Linked DNA regions of Mus musculus: region 2 is linked to region 1. A link is a contact called in public HiChIP or PLAC-seq data. All regions are on one chromosome and are shown on one strand. Each heading gives the region's core, a stretch centred on a gene start, on an enhancer-like site or on the middle of the called end of the contact. The rest is flanking DNA. Distances are from core to core; before and after follow the strand shown.

Region 1 (6,893 bases), core at 3,593-6,092:
TACCTTGTTGGCAGTCAGGCTCGGAAGTCGCGGCCAGCAGTAAGTCATCTACGTACTGCAACAGGATCAAGTCTGGGTGCTGGATCCGGAAGTCGGCTAGGTCTCTGTGCAGAGCCTCGTCAAACAGGGTGGGACTGTTTTTGAAACCCTGTGGGAGTCTGGTCCAGGTCAATTGTCCTGAGATTCCCATCCCTGGATCTCTCCACTCAAAGGCGAAGAGAGGCTGACTGGTGGGGTGGAGTCTCAGGCAGAAAAAGGCATCCTTTAAATCAAGCACAGTGTACCACTGGTGGGACGGTGGGAGCCCGCTCAAGAGGTTGTAAGGGTTGGGCACGGTGGGGTGGATGTCTTCCACCTGCTTGTTGACTTCTCTCAGATCCTGGACAGGCCTGTAATCATTAGTCCCTGGTTTCTTAACGGGTAGCAGGGGCGTGTTCCAGGGGGACTGGCAGGGTACCAGTATTCCCTGGTCCAACAGCCTCTGTATGTGGGGCTTGATCCCCAGTCTGGCTTCCTGTGACATGGGGTATTGTTTTATGGACACAGGGGTGGAGGTTGCCTTCAGAGGTATAATCAGAGGCGCTTGGCGAACTGCCAGTCCCATGCCCCCAGTTTCCGCCCAGGCCTGGGGAAAATCAGAAAGCCAGGTGGACCCTAGAGAAACATCCGGCTCTGTTGAGGTCTCATGTAGCCGATACTCATCCTCTATGTTTAGGGTCAGCACTTGCAGGGGCTGTCCCATCGGTCCCACAACCTGAGCTCCTGATCCCTCGAAGTGGATCTGGGCTTTGAGTTTAGTCAGCAAGTCTCTTCCTAGCAGAGGATAGGGGCAGTCTGGTACATGGAGGAAAGAGTGGGTGACCTTACCGGTAGCTAGATGTACTTTGCGATCCGTGGTCCAGCGATACCGCTTCCCTCCAGTAGCCCCTTGGACCCAGGCAGACTTGTCACTTAGGGGTCCAGGATTTTGGGTCAGCACGGAGTGTTGGGCCCCAGTATCTACCAGGAAGGTGACGGGTTGCCCCCCGACTTTGAGGGTTATCCTGGGTTCGGGGGGGGCTCCTGACCCTGACCTCCCTAGTCACCTAAGGTCAGGAGGGAGGTCTGGGGCCTCGGTCCTCGGGGCCCTCGTGGCTTCTTTGGGCAGTCCTTAGCCCAGTGTCCCTTTTCCTTGCAGTAGGCGCATTGGTCCTTATCAAGTTGGGGCCTCCTTCGCTCTCCCCCCTGTCTATCCTGTCTCTGTCCACTAACTACAGTGGCCAAGAGCTTGCTCATTTCTCTATGTCTCCTGCGGTCCCTTTCTTTCTCTCTCTGCTCATCCTCTGCCCTACGGCGTTCTTCTTTTTCCTCTGTTTCTCTCCTGATACGTTCCTCTCTTTCTTCCGGGGTTTCTCGCTTATTAAAGATCTTTTCAGCTTCCCTCACTAAATCTCCTAAGGTCTTGCTCTTTAAATCTTCTAACCGCTCTAACTTTCGCCCGATATCCGGGGCAGACTGCCAGATGAATGACATAGACACATTGGTTTCTTGCCCTGGGTCCTCAGGGTCATAAGGAGTGTACCTGCGATAGGCCTCCTTGAGTCTCTCTAAAAAGGCTGAGGGAGACTCATTAGGTCCCTGGGTTATCCCTTTTACCTTGGCCAAATTGGTGGGGCTTCTGCCCGCGTTTTGGAGACCCGCTAAGAGCAACTGGCGATAGAGGACTAGGTGGTTCCTACCTTCTGTAGTGGTGTAATCCCAATCGGGGCGTTCAAGGGGAAAAGCAGCATTGACTTCATTAGGCAACTGAGTGGGGCGTCCATCATTGCCCCGGACTGCCTTTCTAGCCTCTAGGAGCACCCGCTGCTTTTCTTCTCCGGTCAGCAGGGTCCCTAACAACTGCTGACAGTCGTCCCAGGTGGGCTGGTGGGTGATGAGGACGGACTCAATCAAAGCCGTCAATTTACCTGGATCTTCAGAAAAGGAAGGGTTATTATTTTTCCAATTGTATAAGTCCGAGGAGGAAAACGGCCAATACTGAAGCTGGCCATCTCCCCCCATGCGGAGTGGGAATGCCTGGGAGGAGGTGGAGTCCGCTGCGGGAGGGTCCCTCCTTCCCCGCAGTCGAGACACCATGGGAGAAGGGGGGGAAACCTCGGAGGTGGCGGCCGCCTCTTCTTCATTGTTTTCTCTGGCAGAGGAGGAAGGTTGTGCTCCGTACGGCGGGGGGTCCTCTGTGAGAAGGTCAATGAGAGGTCCGCCGCTATCAGGGAGAACCTGGGGCTTAGGAGGTTTGGGCTTTATAGAGGGGGTAAGGGCAGGGTAAAGGGCAGATCGGGACGGAGGTTGCGCAGAAGGACCGGGCGGGAGGACGGGAGCTGTCGGTAAAGGAGGGGGTTTTGGAGAGACAAACGGTTTGACCCACGGAGGGGGGTCATAGGCAAGTGCCTCCCAGGTGACAATGTATGGGACCTGATCCGGGTGTCCGTGGGGACCGGGAGAGAATACCTTAGATTTAACCTGTAAAATAATGTCCAAATTAAAAGTACCATCTTGCGGCCACCCCACATTGAAAGTTGGCCACTCGGCAGAGCAGAAGGTGACCCAACGTCTCTTCTTGACGTCCACGGACTGGTTGGACGCAATGCGCTGGACGTCTCCCCAGTGTTCTAGGGTCAGACTCAAAGGAGTGGTTACGGTCTGTCCCATATTTTTAGAAACGGTCCAAAACAATAACGAACCGACAAATGACAAAACAACACAGAGACAGACAAGACGCGCGGCGCGGTTTCGGCGGAAAACCGAAAGCAAAAATTCAGATGGGGGAGAGGAGCGTTTCGGCCCCTCGCCGCCCAACAGAACCACGTATCCCTCGGTCAAAGGAGAGGCTCCAAGGAGTCCGAGACGGGTCGGGTTCTCAGATACAGATTGGGCCACAAAGATGGCCCCCGATGCCTCTGAGACGTCTCCCAGGGCTGCGGCCGGGAATATGAACTCGTCAGTTCTTCCACGGAACCGCCAGATTCAGATCTAGTTAGCCAACTAGTACAGACGCAGGCGCAAACATTAGATGCCGGCACAAACACGCACGGAGACAGAGACAGACACGAAACGACCGCTGGCCAGCTTACCTCCCGGCGGGGGTCGGTGGTCCCTGGGCAGGGGTCTCCTAATCTCGGTGGAACCTCCAAATGAAAGACCCCCGAGGTGGGTGGTCAATCAATCTGAGGAGACCCTCCCAAGGATCAGCGAGACCACGATTCGGATGTAATCAGCAAGAGGCTTTATTGGGAACACGGGTACCCGGGCGACTCAGTCTATCGGAGGACTGGCGCGCCGAGTGTGGGGTTTTTACCCTTTTTATAGGGCTGGGGCTGGGGAGCAAAAAGCGTGGGTACAGAAGCGAGAAGCGAGCTGAGTGGTTAGTTTAAATCAAGGCTTGGGGTATTTCCTGGTCATTTGGGGAACCTGAAACTGAGGTGGGACTTTTTCAGAAACTGTTGCTGGTTCCGCTTTATCTGGGTACCATCTGTTCTTGGCCCTGAGCCGGGGCCCAGGTGGGTACCATCGGTTCTTGGCCCTGAGCCGGGGCCCAGGCGCTTGACCACCGATATACCCTTTTTGGCCCTTGTCCTAGTATTATTCAGCCTTGATTTTTAACTGTTAATCTTTAACTGAACTTCCTTGTAACTTTTGAGAACTCAGCTCTGGTACTTTTTCATGCCTTGCAAAATGGCGTTACTGCAGCTAGCTTGCTAAGCCTTATGGTGGGGTCTTTCAGCATGTGACCAAAGTCTACCTCTTGGTCACGATGTATTATTTGATAAAGCTGGCCCACATGGTGGAATTGGTTTTTCTCTGGGGACACTCAGGGTTAACAGAACCTACTATATATCTTCAAGTCTGATAATCTGTCTAACACATATTCTCTATGAATGATTATTATTCACCTTACTGCATTTTCTTCTCAGGGTCTTCTTTTCTTTTCTTTTCTTTTCTTTTCTTTTCTTTTGTATTTATAACCACCTATTGAATTCAATTTTCATATCCTATGTTGTCCTCATTTCCTTAAGGAAATTTCTCCTCACAAGTACCTTGCTGCAATCCTGTCTTCAAGTTTTATTCAAACCTAAGGTACGATATTAATAACAAAGCATATGTAGACACATTTCTCAATGATGTATTTACATCAAAGACTGCATATACCTCTGTGTTCAGCTAATGGAGAATATAACTTTGCTTCGTTAATGTTAATATTTACAGCCATATGATGGTGCTTTATAAGGAATATTTTCTAATTCGATCAAATCTGTACTGGTCCCCATATGACAAATACCTACAAAGCTCTCTCGGGATGCCTGCTCAGTTCCCTGGAGAAAGGGAAATAAAATGGCAAATGGAGGAACAGGGGAGTTAAGAAAGCATGAACGAATTTGAATTCGAGGAGCTTTATTAAGGCCTTTGCAAAGACAACCCTCCCAGTATAGTATATAAAGCCCAGAGAGGGCCAAGGATCTACAGGGTTGTTTTAGAAAAATATTCTGGCAACCATAAAATTAATTAAAACATCACCATAAACTCAATTCACAGGAACTCAAACTTCCTGATAATAGTAAGATATCCACAACAGAATTGTAAGGGTGGCAGCAGAAAATGCACCCCTGCTCCACATGCCTGCCCTGCTCCTACCCATTTCCCAACCCAAGAGCTCCTCTGACCTGGCAGGTGACAGGACCAGCTGCTGAATATCCTAGGAGGCCAGCACAGCAACTGCACCTTAAGGAAGTTTTCAGGTTCAGCAAACACTAGGCACTAGTCTCCCTCCATGACTTCCTGACCACGAGGCAGGCGAAATACATTGAGAATGCTGGAATGGCGGAAATTCCTGTCACTTCCTCCTGGTTCCTCAGAGCCACTCCTTCTGAATCCGCCCAATATTCACCAGCTTCCTGATGTTCTTCTAAGCCCACCTACTTCAGGACTTTTTAATTAATTAGCTTCCCAGTTCTTCAGAGCAATTTTTGTTGGTTTGGATTTTTTCCTCCTTGCTTGCTTATTTAATTCATTGATTGATTTTTTGATTGATTGATTGATTGATTGATTGATTCTTTGGGGGGTTTTGTTTTGTTTTGTTTTGTTTTGTTTTGGTTTGGTTTGGTTTTTTTGAGACAGGGTTTCTCTGTGTAGCCCTGGCTGTCCTGGAACACACTTTGTAGACCAGGCTGGCCTCGAACTCAGAAATCTGACTGCCTCTGCCTCCCAAGTGCTGGGATTAAAGGCGTGGGCCACCACGCCCGGCTGATTCTTTGTTTTTATTTTGTCTTTTTCTTAAACTTATCTAATCATGCAGGAGGCCCACCCTCCCCATCAGGAACCACTCCTCCAACTCTGTTGTGGAAACACAACTTCTCAGGATCTACTCTGCTCAGCTTCCCACAAGGTTACTGCCAGACTAGACCAGAACTGAATGTAGTAGGACACTGCACCTGGGTTCTGAATCCTTCAGATATAATAGATCCTGTCTAACTTCTCACATTATGAGTCTAGTCTAAAAATGCACACAATTAAGCAGTCCCTCTGAATTCTGATGCTCAATACCCAAAACAAAGTAAAACTAAGATAAAATGTCTTTTGCTCAAACTATCAACTATGTATGTATCTTATAAGGAGAGCAATTTACATGATATCCTAGGTAAAGAATTGAAAACCCAGAGTCATGATCAAAGAGATCAAAGTGTGTAAGCCACATATGTCAACTGATAGAGGACAGGAACAAAATGATTCGTGGGCAAAAGAATAATAGCAAAAGCCTGAAGGAAAGGAGGACAACATAGGATATGAAAATTGAGTTCAATATGTGCTTAGAAATAAACAAGGAAAAGAGCCTGAAAAGAAAATGCAGTAAGGCAAATAATAATATCTCATAGAGAACGTGTGAGAGACAGATTATTAGACTTGGACAAAAGGTAGAGGAGCTGGATACCTTAGTCAAAGAAAATGATGAATTAAAATGAAGTCAGGTTTAGGCACAATATTATTTACTGCTTGAAGGGTGAGGCAATAAAGAAAAATTTCTTTGAATAAGCGTCTAGATTTTTGTCAAAAGAAAGAATAAAGAAAGGAAAGAAGGAAGGAAGGAAGGAAGGAAGGAAGGAAGGAAGGAAGGAAGGAAGGAAGGAAGGAAGGAAGGAAGGAAATAGAAAAAGACCTACAGTATATACTACACTATTTAGCCATTTGTTCATAGAAGATTCCCTGACTGTGCTCTATAATACTCTATGTACACCCATGCATATCTTCATAGGCTGGGAAAAGAAGACTAAAGAATTACCAAAGTCCCCTTAGAGAATATGGCATGAGGTCAACTCTTTACATGAAAGTAATGAGTTCCAGGATTCTTTTGTGACTTCTGAGGTTCAAAAACTTTGTGATAACGGTGAGAGTTCGTTAAAATGGATTCTGGCCAGCATAGAAGTGAGAGCTCAGAAGCACAAGCCCAGACCTGATGGTCTTTCTTTAGAGAACAGGGTTCTGAGCCCATGGACACCTTTCAGAATGCAGGGCTACTTGTTACCCATTGTGGTGAGTTTTATATTTTCCCATATTGTGCTTATGCAAAAAAAAAAAAAAGAGAGAAAAATTATGTCACAAGTTAATGGATTCTGCATATGTGAACAGATTAAATACGCTGGTAATTAATAATGCATCTGAGTTAAGGAAAGAATCAATACCCTTTCCCTCAGAGGTAATTTAACTAACTGTGAGTCCAAAGTTGAATTCTCTTCTTCGTCTTATCTGAGCCTTCCATCCTGTGTGTCTATTCAGTTAATTTAAATCTGTAACTTGCTGAATACTGCCTTGTGTATCTCTCACTTCCTGTGTGTCTGACTTTGTCTCCATGTTTGTGTCTATCT
Region 2 (6,602 bases), core at 1,722-4,221, 910 kb before region 1:
TTTCTTGCTATTTCTAGGGTAGAGTTTCCCTTCTTGTGTTGGAGTTTTTCATCTTTTACCTGTTGTAGGGCTGGATTTGTGGAGAGATATTATGTAAATTTGGTTTTGTCTTGGAGTATCTTGGTTTCTCCATCTATGATAATTGAGATTTTTGGTGGCTATAGTAGCCTGGGCTGGCATTGTTGTTCTCTTAGCGTTTGTATGACATTGGCCCAGGATCTTCTAGTTTCATAGTCTGGTGAGAAGTCTGGTGCAATTCTGATAGGTCTGCCTTTATATGTTATTTGACCTTGTTCCCTTACTGCTTTTAATATTCTTTCTTTGTTTTGTGCATTTTGTGTTTTGACTATCAAGTGCCAGGAGGAATTTCTTTTCTGGTCCAACCTATTTGGAGTTCTGTAGACTTCTTGTATGTTCATGGGTATCTCTTTCTTTAAGTTATGGAAATTTTCTTCTATAATGTTGTTGAAGATATTTACTGCCCCTTTATGTTGGGAATCTTCACTCTCTTCTATACCTATTATCCCTAACATTGGTCTTCTCATTATATCCTGTATTTCCTGGGGTTTTTTGTTTGTTTGTTTGTTTTTTTGTTTTTGTTTTGTTTTCCTTTGGTTAGGAGCTTTTTGCTTTTTGCATTGTCTCTGACTGTTGTGTCCATGTTTTCTGTGGTATCTTCTGCACCTGAGAGTCTCTCTCTTCTATCTCTTTTATTCTATTGGTGATGCTTGCATCTATGACTCCTGATCTCTTTCCTAGGTTTTTTGTCTCCAAGTTTGTCTTCCTTTGTGATTTCTTTATTGTTTCTACTTCCATTTTTAGAATCTGGATGAGTTTGTTCAATCCTTTGCTTGTTTGGTTGTATTTTCCTGTAATTCCTTAAGGGATTTTTATGTTTCCTCTTGAAGGGTTTCTAGCTGTTTATCCGAGTTCTCCTGTATTTCTTTAAGAGAGTTATTTATGTTCTTCTTAAATTCCTTTATCATCATCATGAGATGTGATTTTAAACAGAGTCTTGCTTTTCCTGTGTGTTGGGGTATCCAAGGCTTGCTGTAGTGGGAGAACTGGGTTCTAATGATGCCAAGTAGCCTTGGTTTCTGTTGCTTATATTCTTGTGCCTGCCTCTTGCCATCTGGTTTTCTGTGGTGTTTTCTGGTCTTTCTGTCTCTGACTGTGGCTTGTCCCTCCTGTAAGCCTGTGTGTCAGCACTCTTGGGAGACCAGTTCTCTTATGGTGGGATTTGGGTATGGAGAGCTGTGGCACAAGGTCAGCTCCGAGTGCAGATAGATTCTAGAAGGATCTGGTCCCAGGCTGCTTCTTGGTTCCTGTGTCCTGAGGGCTCTAGGAGGGTCCTCTTGGGCTGGGTATTTGAGCAGAAGTGGTGGTCTTACCTGTGCTCTCAGGTGTGTCAGCACTCCTGGAAGACCAGCTTTCTCCCAGAGGAATTTGGGTTTGGAGAGCTGTGGCACAGGGTCAGCTCCAGGAGCAGATGGAAACCAGAAACTCTTTATTATTTTTAACTTATTAACAAATATATCCAGTTTAAATAATTTTTTACAATATACTTCATTCTTCTTGTTATCATGAAATTTAGAAAACAATTTTAATGAGTTAATTAAAAATGGAAGACCAAGAGGCTTTATCTAAAACACATAAAACATAGTGTTTTAGATATCTGTTATAAGTAGTTAAAATACATTAGTAGTTTTGTGACCAAATTTAAATTAAGTATGTGTTAAAATTTAAGCCATTATGCAGTGTAAGAGGACATGGAGTTTTGTTGTTAGAAACAGCATTTACTTTTATTGTACTTAAGAGGTAACAAAATATGATAAGACATCCAGATCAGGATAGAGTTTGACTTAATTATTCATTTTTAAGCTAATAACAAGGATAACTAATTTTTAAAAATATATCATTATGTTGCAATATATTAATCATCTGTAAACTCTAAAATATCTGTATAAGCCTTAAAGTAGGTTCTTAAATAATAATTTAAAAAGTTATTTAGAGTTATCTCTTACATAGTTCTTGAAAAGCGCATTCGTTTGACTTTAAAGAGGCAGAAGTAGTAAGAAAATCACATAAACATCTTCAAAGCGTTCATATTCATATGTCTATTGCCATATATGTGATATGTATACGAAAGCACAGGCATAAATCATCCTTTTAATCTTTGGAATAGAGTTTAGTATTTCAAGGGAGTGCACAGGAAGATCATATCCTACAGAAGGTGCAACCATCTCTTAAAGTTAATGTAGGTCCTCAAGAAATATGGGACAAGTTAATGTATATCCTCAAGCAATACAGGCCAGAAGTGGGATAAGGATCAAAGAGATAGCATCTAGACCAGTACAGTGGGAGTATGTATATCTTACCCTAAAAGCAGATTTGAAAATGTTTTATTTAAAAACTCATATTAGGTGCGAGCTGAACCACCTGGGTGCGATGTGCAGAGGTAGAGCATCCGCCAGCGAGGCTCCGGAGCCCAGGTCCGAAGAAGCGGGGTCCAGAGCCGGCGCCTCGCGCCACAGGCCGCCCCCCGGGCTCAGGAGCCTAAGGAGCCGCAGCGAAGGGAGGGAGGCGCCGCGCCGTTCGCGTCCCCCGTCTCAGGACTCCACAGCCCGCGCCGGCGGCCCTCACTCCTCCAGGCTTCGGGAGGGCTCGCGGCGGTGGGGTAGCCAGGCGGAGCTCTGGAAGCCGCGGTCGCGTGGCGTCGTGCTCCGGCTCCAGCCGCCGCCGGCCCCGCCAGCCAGCCGCGCCGCCCTGCTCCGTCCCGGGCTGCGTTCGCCGGCGCTCCTCGCCGCTGTGGAGACAATGGAGGGCGGCAGAGCGCACGCGCGGCCCGCGCCCCCTCCCTCCTCTCGCACCCCCCCCCCCCGCCGGGTTAACCCTTTCGCGGCCCCTGCGGCGCAACGGCGAGCTGCGGCCTCGGAGGTCCCCACCCACCCACCGCCTGCGCCCCGGGCGGTCCAGGGACAGGACGTCTCCAGCCGCGACAGAGATAACACTTCCTCTGGAACACAGCTCTGCTGTAGTCGCGGCGAAAGTCGAATCACTATCTTCAAAACGAGACCCTGAGTGGGGGGAGGGGTAACGACGGTTTTAGCGGGTAGGAAGGAAACATGAAGAAGAAAGAAAAACCAACTAATAAAGCCTACCTGGGTTTGAGGGTCACTGGGCGAGCTCCCCTCCCACCACAGACCTGTCCTCACAGCACCCTCTGGTGGATATGCTGTCCATTCGTTTGGAGGTTCTCCATCCAAGGACCCCAGTCAACCTTAGGAAGTTTACCATGGGGGGTGGGGGGTGGGGGGGGGAGGGAGGGGGGAGGGAGTCAGCTTGGACCCAAACACCTGGAGTCTTTATTTGGGATTAGCTGTTAGGAGATACAACAGTGCCCCAGTGGCGCCTAGACTTTGCTGTCGTTAGATCAGAACCAACTATTTGGGTCTAAATCGATTCCTTAGGCTAGAATATAATCCTCAAAATCAATAGGTGGATTAAAAAAAAAAAAACCGGCAAAATAGAACCATGCAGCGGAGCTGTTTTAGAAACTCCTTGCCCAAGGCCGATTGCTGTTTTGTTTATCATGTATTTTGACATAGAGCCATATTTTGACATAGAGCTACGAGGCAAGGGCACAGTACTCAATATTTGTTGACCAAATTGCAAAAAAAAATAAAAATAAAAACTCATATTAATCATCTCCCTTTAAGATATGGTCCCTTTAAGACGAGTACTCTGGCTTTTATGTCGACATGTATTATGAAAACAACAATAAAACATATAACCATATATATATTCATACATAATAGACATTTAATAGCTGGGTGGTCAGCCATGGTGCATGGTTTCTAATTACAGCACCCAGAAGGCAGAGTCCCAGAAACTATCTCAAAAAAAAAAAAAAAAATCAAAACCACAAAAAAAGAAAGAAAAAATTTTCAACATTATTATTTGTTTGTATTACATTTCCTATAATCCTCATTGTGAAAAGGAAACAAAATAGAGATCTTCAGTAAACATGTAAATCTATTAATTTATAGATGGCCCAGTACAAAAACAAACAAACAAGCAAACAAAAACACATACATACAAACATAAATACACTTAACAGTTTTATACTAAGAATAGTGTGGCCTACTCAATTATTCTTTTTATATTATATGTAGGAAAGTGACTTAGAACGTTAAAGAAACAATAAGGGTGGCTGGTGAGATGGCTCAACAGTTAAGCGCTCTAACTGCTCTTCCAAAGATCCTGAGTTCAAATCCCAGCAACCACATGGTGGCTCACAACCATCCATAATGAGATCTGATACCCTCTTTTGGAGTGTCCAAAGACAGCTACAGTGTACTTACATATAATACATAAGTAAATCTTAAAAAAAAAAGAAATAAGATAAGTCACCACTGGGATAACCATCAAAACAATTTATGAATTATGCAAAACTGCCACAATGTCCTCAAGCAAGATAGCTGCGTATAATGGTCAAAAGCATAGACAGATGGGAGGGAGAATCCTCTGGCTCAACGTTGTAGCATTCATTAAACAAACTTAGACTTAAAAAATAAACAAGAGTATTTTGAAGAAATAATATGAATTTTATGTTATTATATATATATATATATATATATATATATATATATATATATATATGAGATGAAATAGTATGTATATTTAGCTTCTGTTTTGGAAGGAAATCCTGATCAATTTTATGTATATGACATTAACTTTTATAGCTTAATGAAATCTTGACCCAACAAATGTTATTTTTTCTTTTCTCCCACTTCTTTTTTTTAAAGTTTTTAAAAATGTTATTATTTTAAAACAATAAGCATTTTAAGGTTTATGAAACATTTAACATTTCCAAATATATTATTATTGTTTTTAAAAACTTTTTGTTGATTCTTTGTGAATTTCATCATGTACCCCAATTCCACTCATCTCATCTCTTCATATCTGCTTTCTACCCTTGCAACCTCCTCCCTTAAATAAAATAAAATAATAATAATAATAATAAATACAGCACAGAAAACATCTCATTGTGTAAGCTACAGCTTTGATCTACAGGACCAGCCCTTTCACAAGCTCCAGCAGTTCAGAGGTGAGGTAGATGTTGGAGTGGCCCAACTCAAAGCCCTGGATCTGAACCTAGGGGATAGCTGAGTTAGTCAGCCTGCCAGCTCTCCTGCACCCACACCACCAGGGTGAGCTCTCCAGCACTGCCCTGGCCAGCTCACCCCGTGCTGCAGCTGGCAAGGGGCAGAATCAGCTCTCCTGCTCTCTCTTGAGGTTTGGTCTGTTACTATGTATTTAATACTAAATTCTGTACCTGAAGGTCTGGGCCTTGTGCAAACCTGGCCCAGGTAGACAAATTAGTTAGCCTCTAGTCCTCTAGTCCTGTAGCATTCCTATCTCTCCAGAGTATTGGAGTTCTGATATGTCAACCCCTTTCTGTAAGCAATCATCCTTTTTTTGGAGGGGGCTGGGAGTGTTGTTTTTTTTGAGACAGGAATTCTCTGTGTAACCCTGGCTTTCCTGGAACGGGTTCTATAGATGGAGCTGGCATCAAACTCAGAGATCCTCTTGCCTTTGCTTCCCGAATACTCAGTTTAAAAGGGTCTGCCACCACATCCAGGCTCCGTCAGTCTTTTCAGGAGCTCTTGTTCACAGGAAGAAGAGTTCAAAAAGGAGTTTGTTGTCAGTTTATAGATGTGAGCTTTAGAGAACGAAGCAAGAGGTCCTGAGAAGCAGGGCACCAGCAAACTGCTGGCCTAGGGTCTTTGTGTAAGACTCATGGCAGGAACTGAAGTGGGGCAATGAGGAAGGGATGGGTTGGCCACTCCAGTTGTCCCAATCATGATCCTGTCCTATTCTACTTTTGAGTCATGTTCTCATACATAGATTGCAAATATGTTCATTTGAGGGAAGAAAGCAATCAAGAAAGCAGAAATCCTTTCTTAAATCCCCGTCTTCTGGCCCAGGCATTGCCTTTCAGCTGCAGTGTTGAAATTAAGCCAAACATGGTGTCTTGTATATAGCAGCAGTTTCTTGCCCAGAAAAAAAATAATCAGATGAAGAAATGGTTGTTCCTATAATAGTTTATATGAAATTAATCGTCATGTCTAGGATTCCTTGGATTGATGAGAGAGAGACAGACAGACAGACAGACAGCCTTAGAGAGACAGACAGACAGAGAGACAGAGAGAAACAGAGAGGGACAGAGAGAGAGACAGAGACAGACAGAGACAGAGAGACAGACAGAGAGGCGACAGGCTCTCGTCGAGTTTCTGTTGCATCTTGGAGATGAAAGGGTTTACTCCATCTGACAGATTCCAGTCTATCACTGAGGGAAGCCAAGGCCAGACCTTAAGGTAGGAGTTTGAAGCAGACGCCACCGAGGAATGCTGCTTGCTGGATTGCTCCTAGGCCTGCTGAGCTACCCTTTTATAAAACCCAGGTCATAGTACTTCAAATGGTGGGCCTGGGCCTCCTATGTCAACCAGCAATAAAGACAATGCCCCACATATGCCACAAGCCAATCTGTATAGGCAAATTCTCAATTTATATTCATACTTCCAAGTTGACCATAGCCT

What was found. HiChIP or PLAC-seq counts read pairs in DNA pulled down with a chosen protein or histone mark.
Region 2: an H3K4me3 HiChIP or PLAC-seq map of embryonic stem cells shows a contact between it and region 1, with 11 times the contacts expected there. The contact joins the enhancer-like site here to the promoter of Zfp981 in region 1. A contact is called at or near these places in 1 of 15 datasets of contacts at CTCF or cohesin (large pre-B cells), 1 of 484 Hi-C or Micro-C datasets (bone marrow-derived macrophages) and 12 of 115 datasets of contacts at active chromatin or transcription factors (acute myeloid leukemia, bone marrow-derived dendritic cells, embryonic limb bud and 4 more).

Annotation. Positions count from the first base shown.
Region 1 is chr4:146,499,949-146,506,841 of GRCm38.p6, reverse strand. Zfp981 (zinc finger protein 981) reads right to left here and starts at 4,842. Exons shown (of 5, transcript NM_001243138.1): 1 at 4,698-4,842. It also overlaps the pseudogene Vmn2r-ps16.
Region 2 is chr4:147,403,415-147,410,016 of GRCm38.p6, reverse strand. No RefSeq gene overlaps it. Among named protein-coding and RNA genes, the nearest start is that of Gm46898, 5.0 kb to the left of the region's middle. Within about 2 kb of position 2,971, at least 77 of the 459 cell types and tissues checked have an H3K27ac peak or open chromatin away from gene starts, as enhancers often do. A contact at or near this core is called in embryonic stem cells, expanded potential stem cells, neural tube and 1 more, where this site is marked.